Regions from separate parts of the Mus musculus genome. Here all the other regions are linked to region 4. A link is a contact called in public Hi-C and HiChIP or PLAC-seq data. All regions are on one chromosome and are shown on one strand. Each heading gives the region's core, a stretch centred on a gene start, on an enhancer-like site or on the middle of the called end of the contact. The rest is flanking DNA. Distances are from core to core; before and after follow the strand shown. Region 1 overlaps Ephb1 (Eph receptor B1). Region 2 overlaps Ephb1 (Eph receptor B1). Region 3 overlaps Ephb1 (Eph receptor B1). Region 4 holds the start of Ephb1 (Eph receptor B1).

Region 1 (3,497 bases), core at 39-2,538, 140 kb before region 4:
TTGTTTTGTTTTGTTTTGTTTTGTTTTGTTTTGTTTATCTGAGTAGAGCTGAGTTCAGGCTGGAAGACCTGATCTGCTCTCCTCCATTCAAGAACCCTGCTCTCTTAAGGTCCTAAAAGCACCTTGTCTTTCAAGTTAGGAAGATCTGTCATTCTGTCTTCAGGCTAACATGCCACAACCTTCCCATAGAGGGCTTGAGAGATGACAAAGGGCACCTATCTGTCCCAGTTAACTTAAGTTAAGCCTATTAGGGTGCAAACAAGCCAGATCTGGCCTAGGAAAAGAACCCATACATCCCCACCTGCCTGTGTGCTCCCGGCTGAGCCTGTCATGAGTGAGCCACTAAGACAACTGCTTCTTTTTGGGGCCACAACTTCTCTAAAAAGAGAGAAGTGGGTTATGATAACCTCTGGAGATTTTGGACAGACCTAATAAGCTGATGAATCGTGTGAGGCATTTCTAAGGGCAAGAAAGGAAATTAGTGTGACATCAAGAATCTGGAAAGCCACAACTCCCAAAATCCCTTAATCCAGTAAACTAGAAATAATAATGCCCATTTTTTTAACTTGCATGCATGCATACATATACATACATGTGCACGCATGCGCGTACACATACACACACACACACAAGCATACACAGGAGTCCTTAGCCCAACTCTCCTCCCCTGAGGCTCCATCCCACCCACCCTTCTACCTCACCAGGCAGGCCTCTAGGCCTTTTCTTTCTGTGAGCAGATTCTGATCTCCTGGACCACCCTCCATCTCCTAGAGGAGGCCCCACCTCCCAGCTCTAGTCCTGAGCCCCCCTTGCCTTTGTCTATCACTGTCTCTGTCAGGCAGGTGATTTTAAACTTCCATTCCTAAAAGACGCATATTATATAAAAAATGTTTTAAGTGCCTCGGGTGTTTTGCTCCTCATTGCTTCATAAAAGTGACATTAATAGCCAGGGAAGAGCTCGGCTGAGTGCAATTAGGGAGGATGTTTCAGGTATGAAAGCTGTTTTGAGCCTGCTAATGTTTCCTAATTACAGGCCTTTTGGTAGAGAGAGAAAAAGATAAAGAGTAGGTGGGAAACACAGGGTGGGGAGGCCTGACTTAGCTCAATGGTTTACCTGAAGAGGGAGGAGGAGGAGAGAGGAGGAGGAGAGATCAGGGGGCCAGAGGTCAGCGGCAGGGGGCTGGCCTCTCTTGGCTGAGAAAGCTAAACTAATTCCTGGGTAACAGCTAAGGAAAGGACTCCATTCATGGCTGGTACTGTGAGAAAAAGACTGCCTTTTCCACGGAGGGCCTGAATTCCTGGACCTCATCAGAGTCTCAGCTTGAGTCTTCCACAATTCACAGCTGTGGTTTGTCCTAAGCAGGCATCTCATTAGTTGTGTCCTAGTAGAGGATCAGCCTATCAGGGGTTAAAGGGCAACGGGAGCCACTGTTGAGCCATGGCATCTAAGGTGATTTATCTGGAGGTGTCCCTCATTTCTGTTTCCTTAGCAGTAAGATGGAGCCCAGGAAAGCCCTGCGGTCGGTTCTCACGGGCCTCTTCTGTTTGTTTGTTTGTTTGTTTGTTATTTTCAATCTTTCTCATCTGCTATCTAAGAACTTTCTGGAATCTATACCCTGAGAGAGTTACGCTATGTCCCCCTTCCCTACAGAACCTAAGTTTTCACTGGGCCTAGCCCAACCCTGACCATGAGCAACAAGTCCTCTATTGGAGAGTGGGTATAGAATCCAAGACAGGTAGGCCCAAGTACAAGAAATGCCAGGGCTTCTTTCTGCTCAAGGAAGGGGCCGGCGGCAGCTATTTCTTCTTTTCCAACATAAAGATGGAAGAGGCTAAAGGGCAGGAGCTGCTGCACACATGCCATGAGACAGAGGAGCCGTAGCATCTGACCAATACCCAGTACTGTGGGAGACAAGCAAGAAGGAGTGAGAAGAGACAGAAAAGAATAAAAGAGACAGGTGTGGGTGTCAGGGTGTGTCAGCTCACTCCCATGGTCTAAACTGGCCCATGCTATCTGGACCATCCGTGCTGTGAGCTCAGTTCAGTCCTCAAAGACTGCTTTGAACTTTTCTGCCCTGGCTGAGGAGAAGTGTGTGTTGAGGGGAGGCGCCAGGACTTAGCCACCAGGCCACATGCTCTCAGATCAACACACAGTATGAAAAAGCACAACCGGCCGCACCCTCTGCCCTCCTGCTCCTGGCATGCCTCCAAAGTCAAATAGGGGACATTCCATTCACAAAACCCTTTCTCTCACCCACAGCTAAATTTCACTTGGATCTGCCCCTAACTCAGCTCCTAATTAGCAGGATTGAGTCATCAAAGGAAGAGGAGAAGAAAATCAGCCCTCCAGAGGGCTGATAATAGGCTAGTGTTTCCTAAGTGCCAAAGAAAACTTCTTTACCTAGCCTTGTCCTGTGTGAGGCTGTTACCGGACAGAACGGAGGAGGTGAGGGAGTCCAACAGGCAGGCCCTGATCATGTAGGCAGGGATCAGCCAATGGGGATGTGAGCAGAGATTTGATGTCACGAGCTGGCCTAGGCTGCTGCTCTATACCCATGTCACTTACCAGCCCAGAAAAATCAGAATTGATTTTGTTAGCCTTGGAAGAGACAGGCAGTTACTGGAGAGGCTTTCTCTCCTGAGTGTAATTTCCTCACTCCCATGAGAGCCAGCTGGCAAGAGCGCCTTGAGCACTTGAGGATGGAGGACAGAGCCAGGGATGCCAAGTGGCCCAGGCAGTCCACACACCTGGATAGCCAGACAGTGGGTATTGGGATAGCCCTACAGGATTCTGAAGCTTGTGCAGGGAGTTTATGGCCAGACATAGGCTTTCAAATGGGAGTCTTTCCCTCCCCAACAGCTGGCTCCAGGAGCTTAGCTTAGTCAGTTCAAAATCCTCCTACCACAACACAGACCTGCCTAGAGAGGCCTCGGTAAAACTCCTTTAACTTCATCTGTCTATACATAGACACATATACACACTTGCACATGTCTACACAGGCATATTCATATACACATAAAAATACATGTGTATTCAAACATACACACCACATATATACACTGGTACATATGCAGAAATGTAAAGGTATACAAATGTATATAACATTACATACACACATAAATATGCACATATACATATACACATAAATATGCACATATACACATACACACGGATACATTCACACATATACACAAATATAAACATACAACATATACACATATACATATAATTATATGCCCAAACACAGGCACATATAGGTGCATATACATACACACAGATATATAATATATAAATATATGCATATACAAATACACACCTGTGTGTATATATATATGTGTGTGTGTGTATGTGTGTGTGTGTATATATATATATATATATATATACACACACACACACATATATGCTGATTACACACAGAGAGTGCACAGGAGCCCAGTTTACTCAAACTGTGGGCTCACCAGGCTTGATTCTGGATCCCTTTTCTAATTTTCCTCTA
Region 2 (3,356 bases), core at 214-2,713, 170 kb before region 4:
TTGCCCATATCCTACTATGGCTTTTTGGTTGTCTTCATCCCCCTGCAATGAGGAAGACCTGGGAGCATCAGGGTTCTGTCAACACAGGTGTCCGTGGCAACAGGAAGTAAAAGAAAACCTAGACTAACTGAGCTCCCTGGGGCCCAGAACAGAAAGATACAGGTAGGCTTGGATTTAGAGAGGGTTCCTTCTCACTGACTCCCATATAGTCAAGGAAGTCTGTGAACCTTCAGAACCTGCAGAAAGGGACTTACCAACAACAGAGAGCTATAGAACTGAACCCACCAAAGACCTGGACTTGGGCTTCCTTGCCTCCAAAACTGTAGGAAGTGAGTTTCAGCCCATTATAAAGTACCATATCTGTGGTGACATTCTGTCCTAGAAGACCCAGCAGACGAGGAAATGAGTGTGGCTGAGATGGCACACAGCCCTTGAGGAGTCCTCAATGCTGACCAGAAAGTCACATCCAGACTCTACTATCTACTCTCCCTCTCTCTCTGGAACACAGCCTTAGCACCCACACAGCCCCACTGCAACCTATGTGCTACTCAAATGGTTTGCAAAGGGTTCTCATGTTCTCTGGGTAGAGGGGATGGGTCGAGCCAGATGATGATGACCAACAAAAACTTCTAGGCAGCTACAAGGTGCAAAATGGTGTAAGGACATCTAAGAACCAGAAGCAAAACCAAGGTCGCTTGAAAGGCTCAATATTCCTGAAAACATATATATTCTAAAGAGTGGTTAACTTCAGCTTCATCTAGTCTTAGAACCAGAGGCAGATGGTAGCATCTCAAGACCTAAGTCTGAACTGGGCTAGTCCTCTCTATGGGCATTTCACCCCCATCCACTCATTCACTCAGCTCCAGACCTCATAGGTTTTCATGACCAAATGCCAGTGCAGTCAATGGCCACCTTCAGGCCCCTACTGGCCTCTCAGCCCAGAGATACTTCCACTACTCACACCATAATGCATATTTAAAGTCACAGATGACCAGCCTTCAAGCAAAAGAATACAGACTTCTTCCTAGACTGCTCTCCTACCTGAAGTGTGTTATCATTCAGTGGTGTGGGACTACCCGAGACAGTCACAGCTGTCAACAGTAGGGAATGGGGTTTTCCTCAAGGCAGAAGTGTAAAACCTAAGGGGATCTGGACCCTGACATCTGCATCCTGGGCTGCTTTTGGAGCCCAACATTTGGAGGCTATGTAGCCAAGGGGCATCCTTCCATCCCCACTTACCCATGTTCAGAGTGTCACAGCCCATTACATCCAGCCAATTACTTATGCCTCCTCTCTGGAGGGCACTGGGCAGGGCCACTGCAGGAAGCTGAGGAGACCCCGGGTGGTTTCCCAATGAAGTCGCCTATTGGGAAATCCTATTACGAAGCTCATCTTACAGAGCCGTGTGGTGTTAATGACCTTGGCCTCCCTTGGCCCTGAGAATTGCTGGTCTCCCTGGGGCTTGAGGGAAGACCATCTGGGCTGTGGACTTCCTCTCACCAGCTGACTGTTCCCAGGCCAGGGGCGGGTGGAAGTGCTCCTCAGAGGCCTTGAATTCAGCGACCTTGGATGTGGCTGTCAGCATACGGGCCCGACTCGTGCGCATGTCCACGGGAGCACATATGCACATGAACACGCTCCTCGGGCCAGCCCTTCTGCAGTACCTCAGCAGGAACTGGCAGAGAGCCCAAGGCTGAGGCCAACAACCCTAAGTGGGAGGGGAACAGGCTCTGGAAACCTTTTTTGAACTAAATTAGACACATTTTTCTCTACCTTCAAACCCTGCAGATTTTTTTTTCTTTCATCTCAACTCCCCTAGGGTTATAAAGTGGCTCATCTTAGCTGTTCGAGTTGATAAAGGCATCGGAACTGTTGAAAGGTTCAAAGTGTCCCTTGGGTCTCCATGCATGATATGGAGGTGGAAAATTTAAAAAAAAAAAAAAAAAAAAAAAAAGTCCCTACTTGTTTCGTGAGGTGGAGGTAAAGATGCAACCACCGTAGGAAAGGAGGCCCTTTGGGAGATGTCAGGTAAGTGTCTGCACAGGTAGGGTTGCCAATTCCAAGGCACAGCTTCCACGGAGCGGTGGGGAGCCAGAGAGGCACGGAACAGAGAATTGCTCAGTTCTCCGGGACACTCAAAAGCCCTGTGAGCACCCGTGGTGCTCGTTGGACTTGAGAGTTCCCGGCAAAAGCACCAAAGCGTCCCAGGTACCCAGCCTCAAGTGTGAGAAAGGAATGGGATTCCTAAAGGTGTGGCCCTGCCTGCTGCCGAGAGCAGTACCAGCCACTCCCTAGTCTGCTTGGGGCTTCTGGTACCAAGTTGCTGGTGCTAGCCCTCTGCAGGAAAGCCTATTCTTTTCTGTAACTTCTGGCCAGTCAGCTTCCTGCCCCTCCCTCAAATACTCAGAACTCCTCTGGGGCTGCTGACCAGCTAGAACACCTAGTCAATTAGGCTCTGGCCTGCAGCCCCATCTGCTAAGGTTAGAATTCTTCTCTGGGCACCATAGCTCAGGACCTTTGCCATAGGTCAAGGTACCTGGGACAGTCAGGAATGTAAGCAAAAAGAAATGATAGGCATGGCCGTGTATCTTAGTTTTGAAGCCACACTCCACCGCCACCACCTCATGCCCTGTGCCTGAAAAGCTCATATGACAGATCCTTCTGGAAGCTCTAGGGAACGTTTGCAAAGTCAATCCTTCAGAGACCTTCCTAGGGTAGAACATAGCCGCCAACTAGGGCCTGCTCTGGAAACCATGGACACCCAGAAGTTATGATGCAGTCTCACCTGCTTTGACAGAAGAATAAGGGATCTGCTCCGAGCAGGCCTTTAAGAACGGATTATCAGTTCCAGCCCTGTGCTGGTTAGTTTTTGCCAACTTGATACAAACCCGGTCGCATTTGAGAAGGCAGGATCTCAATTGAGGAACTGCCTCCATCAGACTAGCCTAGAGGCACGCCTGTAGGGGCATTCTCTTGATTAATAATTGATGTGGGAGGCCCCAGATCACTGGGGTATGAGCCCCCCCCCCCGAAAAGGTAGGTGGCCTAAGAATACAACCTGGCTGACTCATGGGGAGAAAGCCAGTAAGCAGCATTCCATCATGGCCTCAGCTTTTGGTTTTCGGTTTAAGCTCCTAGCTTGTCTTCCCCTGGAGATGGACTATAATTGGGAGTTGTAAGCTGAGGTACAATGCCCTCAAGTTGCTTTTGGTCATGGTGTTTTATCACAGCATCAGAAACCTTAACTAAGACACAGCCCCACCATCTTCCCCTTAGGCTAAGCTTAGCCAATATCACATTTTAAGGGCTTGCTCCACACCATCTCATGGCCTGCCTGGCACAAGAAGACCTAGACT
Region 3 (3,125 bases), core at 560-3,059, 220 kb before region 4:
AGAGAGAGAAAATGAGAGACAGACAGACACACACACTGAAACAGAGACAGATTAGGCCCAGAGTGGGCTTTTGAAACTTCAAAGTGACACCCCCCTACTCCAACAAAACCATTCCTATTAACCCTTCCCAAAGAGTTATACCCTGGGGACCAAATATTCAAATACATGAGTCTATGGACGCCATTCTTACTCAGCCATCCGCAGCTGCTTAAATGCTGCGGCTTATTTAGGGCTTCTCATGCCCTGGAAGACTACTGAGGCCAACAACATTGATGAGTTGGAGGTCTTTCTGTACGATGTGGTGATTATATTAACAAGGACCACCTGGAGACTGAAGACTGTATAACTGCTGCCATACTTCCCACCGTGATAGTCATGGGCTCACCCTCTGAAACTATAAACCCATAATCTCGTTCTCCTACATATTGCCTTGGATCCAATGGGGAAAAAATTCTAGGTGTGACTTCATGTCTCCAGAGGCCATGCCCACCTGGGACACTGCTTATGCTGGAGGGAAGTAACACATGCAGCCCACTTAATGGCTTTGATGGTGAAGCCACTGACAGGGACATCACTGTGAATGTGAGATCAGAGTCTGCTGGATATGTTGGGAGAGTCTGAGGTCTTTTGTGAAGCTGGGAAGATATCGCAGAAGACAGGGGTCCTTTAAGAAGTGGAGCTGGGTGTGGTTATGCTTTGCAATCTCATCATTTGGGAGGCAGAGGCAGAAGCATCACCACACTTTTAGAGCTAGCCTATATGGTAACTTTCAGGTCAGCTGATGAAAGAGGGAGAAACCCTGTTGCAAAACATAAACAATAAATAAACAAAGGAGGGTGGGGATTGTTGTGAGCCCAGAAGAGGAAGGAGGTAACATTCGAGCTTATCTTTGAAAGGGGAAGGCAAAGATGGGGAAAGGCAAAAACTAAATAATCTCACAGCATCAGCAAGGTCCCAGAGGAGGAGGAGGAGGAGGAGGAGGAGGAAGAGGAGGAGGCAGCCACCCTGAGCATCCTGTCCAGGAAAAACCCTAGAGGTTAGCCCTTGCTCAATGTCCCCAGGACAGTACCATATGCTTCCCTGGACACTCAGCAGAACTGTACCTTGAAATAGCTGTGCTGCAGTGGGTCTAAGAGAGCCAGAGTATGGAAGATAGGGTGACAGCCAGCTTCCTTTGGAATCTAAGCCCCTGGGGACCTGCGTAAGAGGTAGGCACTCACCTGAACATCAAAGAATTGCCCACTCTCATGACTCAGGCTGAGCACCGTCTCCTCTATCACTGTTTCTCATGCTCTCCCGTCCTCTCTGGGGATCTCAAGACACCTACCTCAAAGCCTAGGCTTCAGGTCCTCAAGTAAATGTACCTGTGTCCTTGGCATTCACATCAATGGTAGTGACCAAGCCCAGTAAAGGACCTAAATGCATATGGATGTATAATGGTTCCCACTGGGCCCCTCCCTCCACCTCTCCATTTTTAATCTCCTCTACCATTTCATCTAATAAACATCGATGAACTGACACAGCAGACGAGGCCCTGTGGCAAACATCTGGAAATGTCACAATGAAGATACTGTCCTTGACCCTAGTGTATTCAGCTTCCAAAGGCTGGGACAGAAAACAAAAAAGACTAGTAAGTATCTAAGTGGCAGGTGCCTTGCCAACACCACTGAGACCATCCTAGGTAGGGGGTAGGGTTCTATAGAAAGGAGAGAGTAGACAGAAAATGATGTGGAATTCTACCAGTCATGTCAGACCTCCTCTGTTCCCCTATCTCCAGCACTCAAGTGATGAGCTTCCAAAACAGGTGCTAAGCTGGGAGCACAGAGCCAACAAGCCCAGCCAAACAAAGCTCTCTATGGTTCCCCTGCCTACTCTGCTACATAAGCACCTGAATTTAAGATTCATCAGAGGGCTCTGGCTGCCTGGGAAATAATGATTTATTCTGTTTCACTATACATGTGCACACACTCACACACACACACACACACACACACACACACACACACACACACATACTATTTGTAATCTTTTGTTCTTACACATTTAATTACCTTAGGATAAATCTGATTTTGCCACTTGGAAAAAAAATCCTCTCTTTTGTTTTCCTTTAATTTCCCTTCCTTTCACGTTACATTTGACAAACTTAGGAGAGACAACCATGACAGATGAGCACAGAGGGGTGGGAAGCCAAGAAGCTGCCGGGCCGGCGCAGGCGGGCAGGATGACGCAGGCCCTCGGCACCCACACTGTGTTATAAATTAGGAGAAGTGCCCTGTACTTATATTTAATTCAATAACAAATACTGGCTCACATAAAAATAACTTGTTTTCATTCTGGGAGGGTGAGGCCTAAATTTAAACAATCTTTCCCATTCTGCCTGAGGAAGGAGGCTGCCAATTCTGCCTCCTTGTCTCCTGTTAATTTCCAGATGATGCTTAGAGACAGAAAGGATGCTGTTTGGGAGTGAGAGTGGGGGCGGAAGCAAAGGCCACTGGGAAGGCAGTATGGGAATCTCTGGAGGAAGAGAATCCTCCTGGCCAGCCTCCTAAGAGATGAGTCTGTCAGGCATCTATAAGGGAAGTGTCCAACCAGAGAAGAGAGGCTTTGCTGAGGGGCAATGAAAGTCATATTTTGATTTTGGAGAATGAGAAATACAATATTCTTAAGGCATGGGAGGCTATGCAGCCTGGGCCTCAGTAGCCATGACAGTGTGCCTGTCTGACTGGGCTAGCTTGGGCCATGCACAAGGCAACCGGCTACTGGCTTGATCTTGCTTCTTACACCACAGGATTGGTGGTGGCTTTCATCAGCCTTGGTCCTCTCTCAGCTGGATCCATTGCCAAGTGTACTTGGCACCCACCAGTCAGAGCACTGGTGGGTGTTGTCATGTGTCCCATTACGTCATTTAAGCCACTGATGCCCTGATCCATGAGTGAACCTCAAGCCACACTGGGCTTTCTAATGCCTGTTTAATTGTAAGACATCATCCGGAGTTTGCACTTTTATTCGTCATATCTGTGGTTTATTGAAAATGGACTCTTAGCCAAGAGCATTTCAAAGTGACCAGGTCAGGTGTTACCTCTTCAGAAAGCTCTTCCTTGATCGTTCTCTAAAGCACCTCTAGT
Region 4 (3,343 bases), core at 361-2,860:
TTCACCTGGAACCTGCAATCCAGTGGAGCCAGCTCTCAAATGGGAACACAACAGGGGAAACAGAGAGCTGCGAACCTTCCACGAGGAATGTCCCTACGGGTGGAGTCCACCTGGCCAGAGACATCCATCGGGATGTGGGGCTTCCAGCAGGGGTGGCGTGGCGGCGGCGCCTCACCCCAGAGTTGCTCTGTTCGAGATAACTCTAACTGCTCCTTCTCTACTGAGATGCGTCCCTGGAGGTGGCGGCCGCCGCGGCTCCGCAGGGAAGGTTGGGGGCGGGGAAGGGGGCGGGAGGCGGGGAGGCGAGCAGGGATTTCCCACGGGATTCGCGGGAGCCCTGAGCGCCGGGGCTCCTGGGTGCGCCGGGTAAGGGGTCCGCTGAGCGGGTTTGGCTGGCCACCAGCGGGAGGCACAACCACGCTGAGCCAGCAGGGATGGTGTCTTGGCTCGTGGGCTCGCAGCCACGCAGTCTCTTCTAACTGCCGGATGAGTTTAAGCACCGCCAGCACTCACCCAAGCCCACCCCTGCTCCAAAGCTCAGAAGGCGAGAAAGGCGTCCGCCTCGCACTTGCTGTCCCTGGAAGATTGCAACCCGGCAGCTTCTAGGGCTGATTTCCCCCCCAGGGTGCGGTCAATGGATTTGGCCCCTCTCGTTTGGCAGTCACTTGCTGGGGTACTAGTAGGACCTTCTGTGATCCCCCAAGCAGCCTGCCTGCGGAGCCCAGAGTCCGGAAACCTCAGACTGCGAAAGGGAGACAGCAAGCTACCGCTCGCCAGCCAGCGCATCCAGGCCCGGGATAGAAAGAGCCGAAGGTGCCGACTCTAGGAGCCCAGTGGCCCGAGGTATCGCTTCCCAGACCAGCTTCGCCCAGAGCTAAGGAGCTTGCACCGCAATGCAGCGGGATCCAGGCTCTCTAAGCCGGAGATGTCCGGTGATCGTGCTGTCTGGGAGCACCAGAGCGCAGGAGCCGAAAGACTCTGCGTGCGAACGAACCTGCTGTGGGCGCCCAGGGTCGGCGCAGGGCATGCCTGTGGGTACCGCCCCATCCCGGTGCCCCATCTCTACCCAGGATCGGTGACATTCTCTCTCTCCAGCACCAGGATGCCCGGCCGAGCAGCCAAAGGAGCCCTGCAAAGCGCGCGGCACCCATGAACTGGCAGCCGGCAGCCACCAAGTTGCTCCGCGAAGGGTACGTTACCTTCCATCGCGGCCACTGCAGATGCCAGGAGGAAGAGCAGCAAGCAATCCAGGGCCATCGCCGGCCAGCGGCCCCCAGGCCGAGCCCCAGCGGAGACGCGCCGCGTCCCAGGGCGCCGCTGCGCTCCCGGCGGGTGGCTTCTCCGTGTCCTTTCGCGCTCTGGCCGGGACCGGACTCCCCGGAGCGCGGCGTGGGCGTGGGCGGGAGTGTGCGCGCGTGGGGCGGTGCGGGCGCGCGTGGATGTGGGTGTGCATGTGTGTGTGTGTGTTTATGGGAGAGGTGGGTGTGTGCGTGCGTGTGTGAGAGAGGGTGAGGGAGAGCGAGCCTGGGAGAGCGCGCGAGAGCGTGTGCGTCCTGGTGTCACATTGCGAGCTACAGCGGAGCCTACGGGAGGACAGAGCGGGCCAGACTGACGGGGGAGGGAGCGGGATCCCCCACCATCAGCTCTCTCTCCACCCCTAACACCTCCTGTCCAATCAAGGAATCAAACCTGCAAAATTCCCTCATCCAATCAGGCGCGAGCACCTCCTTACACTGGCATTGTTAGTTTAAGAAAAACTTTTGCTTGCAAGGCTGTGTGGGAGGGTTAGGAAGGCGCTAGGAGGTGATCGCGCTCCCTCTTGTGGTGATTTAGGAGAACTGCAGCCTCGCACGCTCGCTTTCCCCAAGCTGAAAAGGAGGGGCTCAGCCAAGAAGTCAACTGAGGTCCCTTATGCTTACAGACACCCCACAGCTACTCCTGACTATTCCTATGCAGAATGCCGCCACCCTATATCATTTTACTAATCAATTTTGTTTATTTTTGAGTCTTGTCTGATCTCGTTCACTCAGAATTCCTGGAACCTTAACAGTGTCTTATTCTTGGCATGCATCTGTGGAGTGAGTGAATATGGTTTCAAGACTTTATGGCCGGCTGCTCGGGGGTAGTTAGAACACCCTGTGGGCTTCCTATCATATCCTCAGCTGTATATCTCCAAAAGTCTCTTCCCAGGTGGATCTCTGAGCATCCACTGTAGGGCCTGCTGTCAGAAGACAGTCATAATGGGAAGACATGAAGAAACAGCCGAAAGTCTGACAACTTGTTGGGGTATGGGGAAGGGAGACATTGCTTTGAACCAGGCCTGGAGGTAGGTGGGAAGGACTGAGTTCTGCAACCACAGGAAAACCAGGCTCCAGAATAGAAGTGGTTTCCCACCATCAGCTCTGATGATAATGCCCCATTTTGCTGTCTGTTGATCAGGTCAGGCTGTTTCAGATCCGGCCCTGGCCTTGATGCTTGTCAGAAGCTGTGTGGCAGAAGGTCCTCACCTCCTCCCGCAAGGTTAGGGATGCTCCTGGAAGACTCATGTGGGAGGGGCTTCAGCCCCCTCCCCAAACCTTTTAAAGACATTAACATCTGGCAACTCTCCTTTGGGAATTTAGTTACATTGATTCCCCACCCTGGGTACTTACTCTGTCTTTCACAGACACTGCCTCCCTCTTCACCACCCCAGCCACACTCAGACCCCTGATTCTGACAGGTCTTTGTTTCCCAGACTTTGACACAGGCTGTTTGTGTCTTCCCCTACCATCCACCCATCCGGCCTCAGAACCTGAAAGGATGACGTCAGTGACCGCTGCTTAATCTTCCCTAATACTACCTCAGCTGCTCTTTGTCCCTCCACAGCACTGTGTCTTGAAGTCCCTTAAGTGAGGGATGCCCCTCTCTGACATGGGTGAGTACTGGGTCTTTTGCAGCTTTGGCAACACTCTCCACAGTCCAATTTCACTGCCTACCTGTCTTACTACTTCTTGCCCTTCCTCCTTCATCCCTCCAGCCTCTAAGAGAGGAATCCCCAAAGCTCTTACCTTGAAACCCCTCCCCCTCCCTGCACTGGTGACCAACTGCATCCATCCCTGTGGATGGATTATAGATAGATGATGGATGGAAAACAGACTGATGGATGGATGGATGGATGGATGGATGGATGGACAGACAAATGGATGGGTGGATGGACAGACAGATAGGTGAATGGACAGATGAATGGATGGATAAATGGGTGGATGGATGGATGGATGGATGGATGGATGGATGGATGGATGAATGATGACAAGCAGATGAATGGATGGGTGGGGTGGGTAGATGATCTCAGATGGATGTTGGG

The links. A called contact is a pair of places that touch in the nucleus more often than the background predicts. HiChIP or PLAC-seq counts read pairs in DNA pulled down with a chosen protein or histone mark.
Region 1: a contact with region 4 is called in an H3K4me3 HiChIP or PLAC-seq map of stem cell-derived anterior neural progenitor cells, with 9 times the contacts expected there. The contact joins the enhancer-like site here to the promoter of Ephb1 in region 4. A contact is called at or near these places in 2 of 39 promoter capture datasets (cranial neural crest and hippocampal neurons), 4 of 484 Hi-C or Micro-C datasets (cardiac endothelial cells, cortical glia, embryonic stem cells and 1 more), 11 of 115 datasets of contacts at active chromatin or transcription factors (astrocytes, embryonic forebrain, embryonic hindbrain and 6 more) and 3 of 9 other capture datasets (adipose tissue, embryonic stem cells and pancreatic islet).
Region 2: a contact with region 4 is called in a Hi-C map of cerebellum, with 4 times the contacts expected there. The contact joins the enhancer-like site here to the promoter of Ephb1 in region 4. A contact is called at or near these places in 8 of 39 promoter capture datasets (cranial neural crest, embryonic stem cells, epiblast stem cells and 4 more), 12 of 484 Hi-C or Micro-C datasets (Sertoli cells, cerebellar granule neurons, cerebellum and 6 more), 10 of 115 datasets of contacts at active chromatin or transcription factors (astrocytes, embryonic forebrain, embryonic hindbrain and 6 more) and 3 of 9 other capture datasets (adipose tissue, embryonic stem cells and pancreatic islet).
Region 3: a contact with region 4 is called in a Hi-C map of cortical neurons, with 4 times the contacts expected there. The contact joins the enhancer-like site here to the promoter of Ephb1 in region 4. A contact is called at or near these places in 6 of 39 promoter capture datasets (cranial neural crest, embryonic stem cells, hippocampal neurons and 2 more), 1 of 15 datasets of contacts at CTCF or cohesin (embryonic stem cells), 13 of 484 Hi-C or Micro-C datasets (cerebral cortex, cortical neurons, embryonic stem cells and 3 more), 12 of 115 datasets of contacts at active chromatin or transcription factors (craniofacial prominence, embryonic forebrain, embryonic hindbrain and 6 more) and 3 of 9 other capture datasets (adipose tissue, embryonic stem cells and liver).

The regions. Positions count from the first base shown.
Region 1 is chr9:102,214,698-102,218,194 of GRCm38.p6, forward strand. All of the region lies in intron 2 of Ephb1 (Eph receptor B1), which reads right to left. The region is part of intron 1 of Gm31233 (a long non-coding RNA gene); the gene reads left to right. Among named protein-coding and RNA genes, the nearest start is that of Gm31233, 6.1 kb to the left of the region's middle. Within about 2 kb of position 1,289, at least 8 of the 459 cell types and tissues checked have an H3K27ac peak or open chromatin away from gene starts, as enhancers often do. A contact at or near this core is called in astrocytes and stem cell-derived anterior neural progenitor cells, where this site is marked.
Region 2 is chr9:102,188,043-102,191,398 of GRCm38.p6, forward strand. All of the region lies in intron 3 of Ephb1 (Eph receptor B1), which reads right to left. Among named protein-coding and RNA genes, the nearest start is that of Gm31233, 21 kb to the right of the region's middle. Within about 2 kb of position 1,464, at least 18 of the 459 cell types and tissues checked have an H3K27ac peak or open chromatin away from gene starts, as enhancers often do. A contact at or near this core is called in Sertoli cells, cerebellar granule neurons and cerebellum, where this site is marked.
Region 3 is chr9:102,136,527-102,139,651 of GRCm38.p6, forward strand. The region is part of intron 3 of Ephb1 (Eph receptor B1); the gene reads right to left. Among named protein-coding and RNA genes, the nearest start is that of Gm31233, 72 kb to the right of the region's middle. Within about 2 kb of position 1,810, at least 14 of the 459 cell types and tissues checked have an H3K27ac peak or open chromatin away from gene starts, as enhancers often do. A contact at or near this core is called in cerebral cortex, cortical neurons and hippocampal neurons, where this site is marked.
Region 4 is chr9:102,353,083-102,356,425 of GRCm38.p6, forward strand. Ephb1 (Eph receptor B1) reads right to left here and starts at 1,611. Exons shown (of 16, transcript NM_173447.3): 1 at 1,200-1,611. The coding sequence starts at 1,257.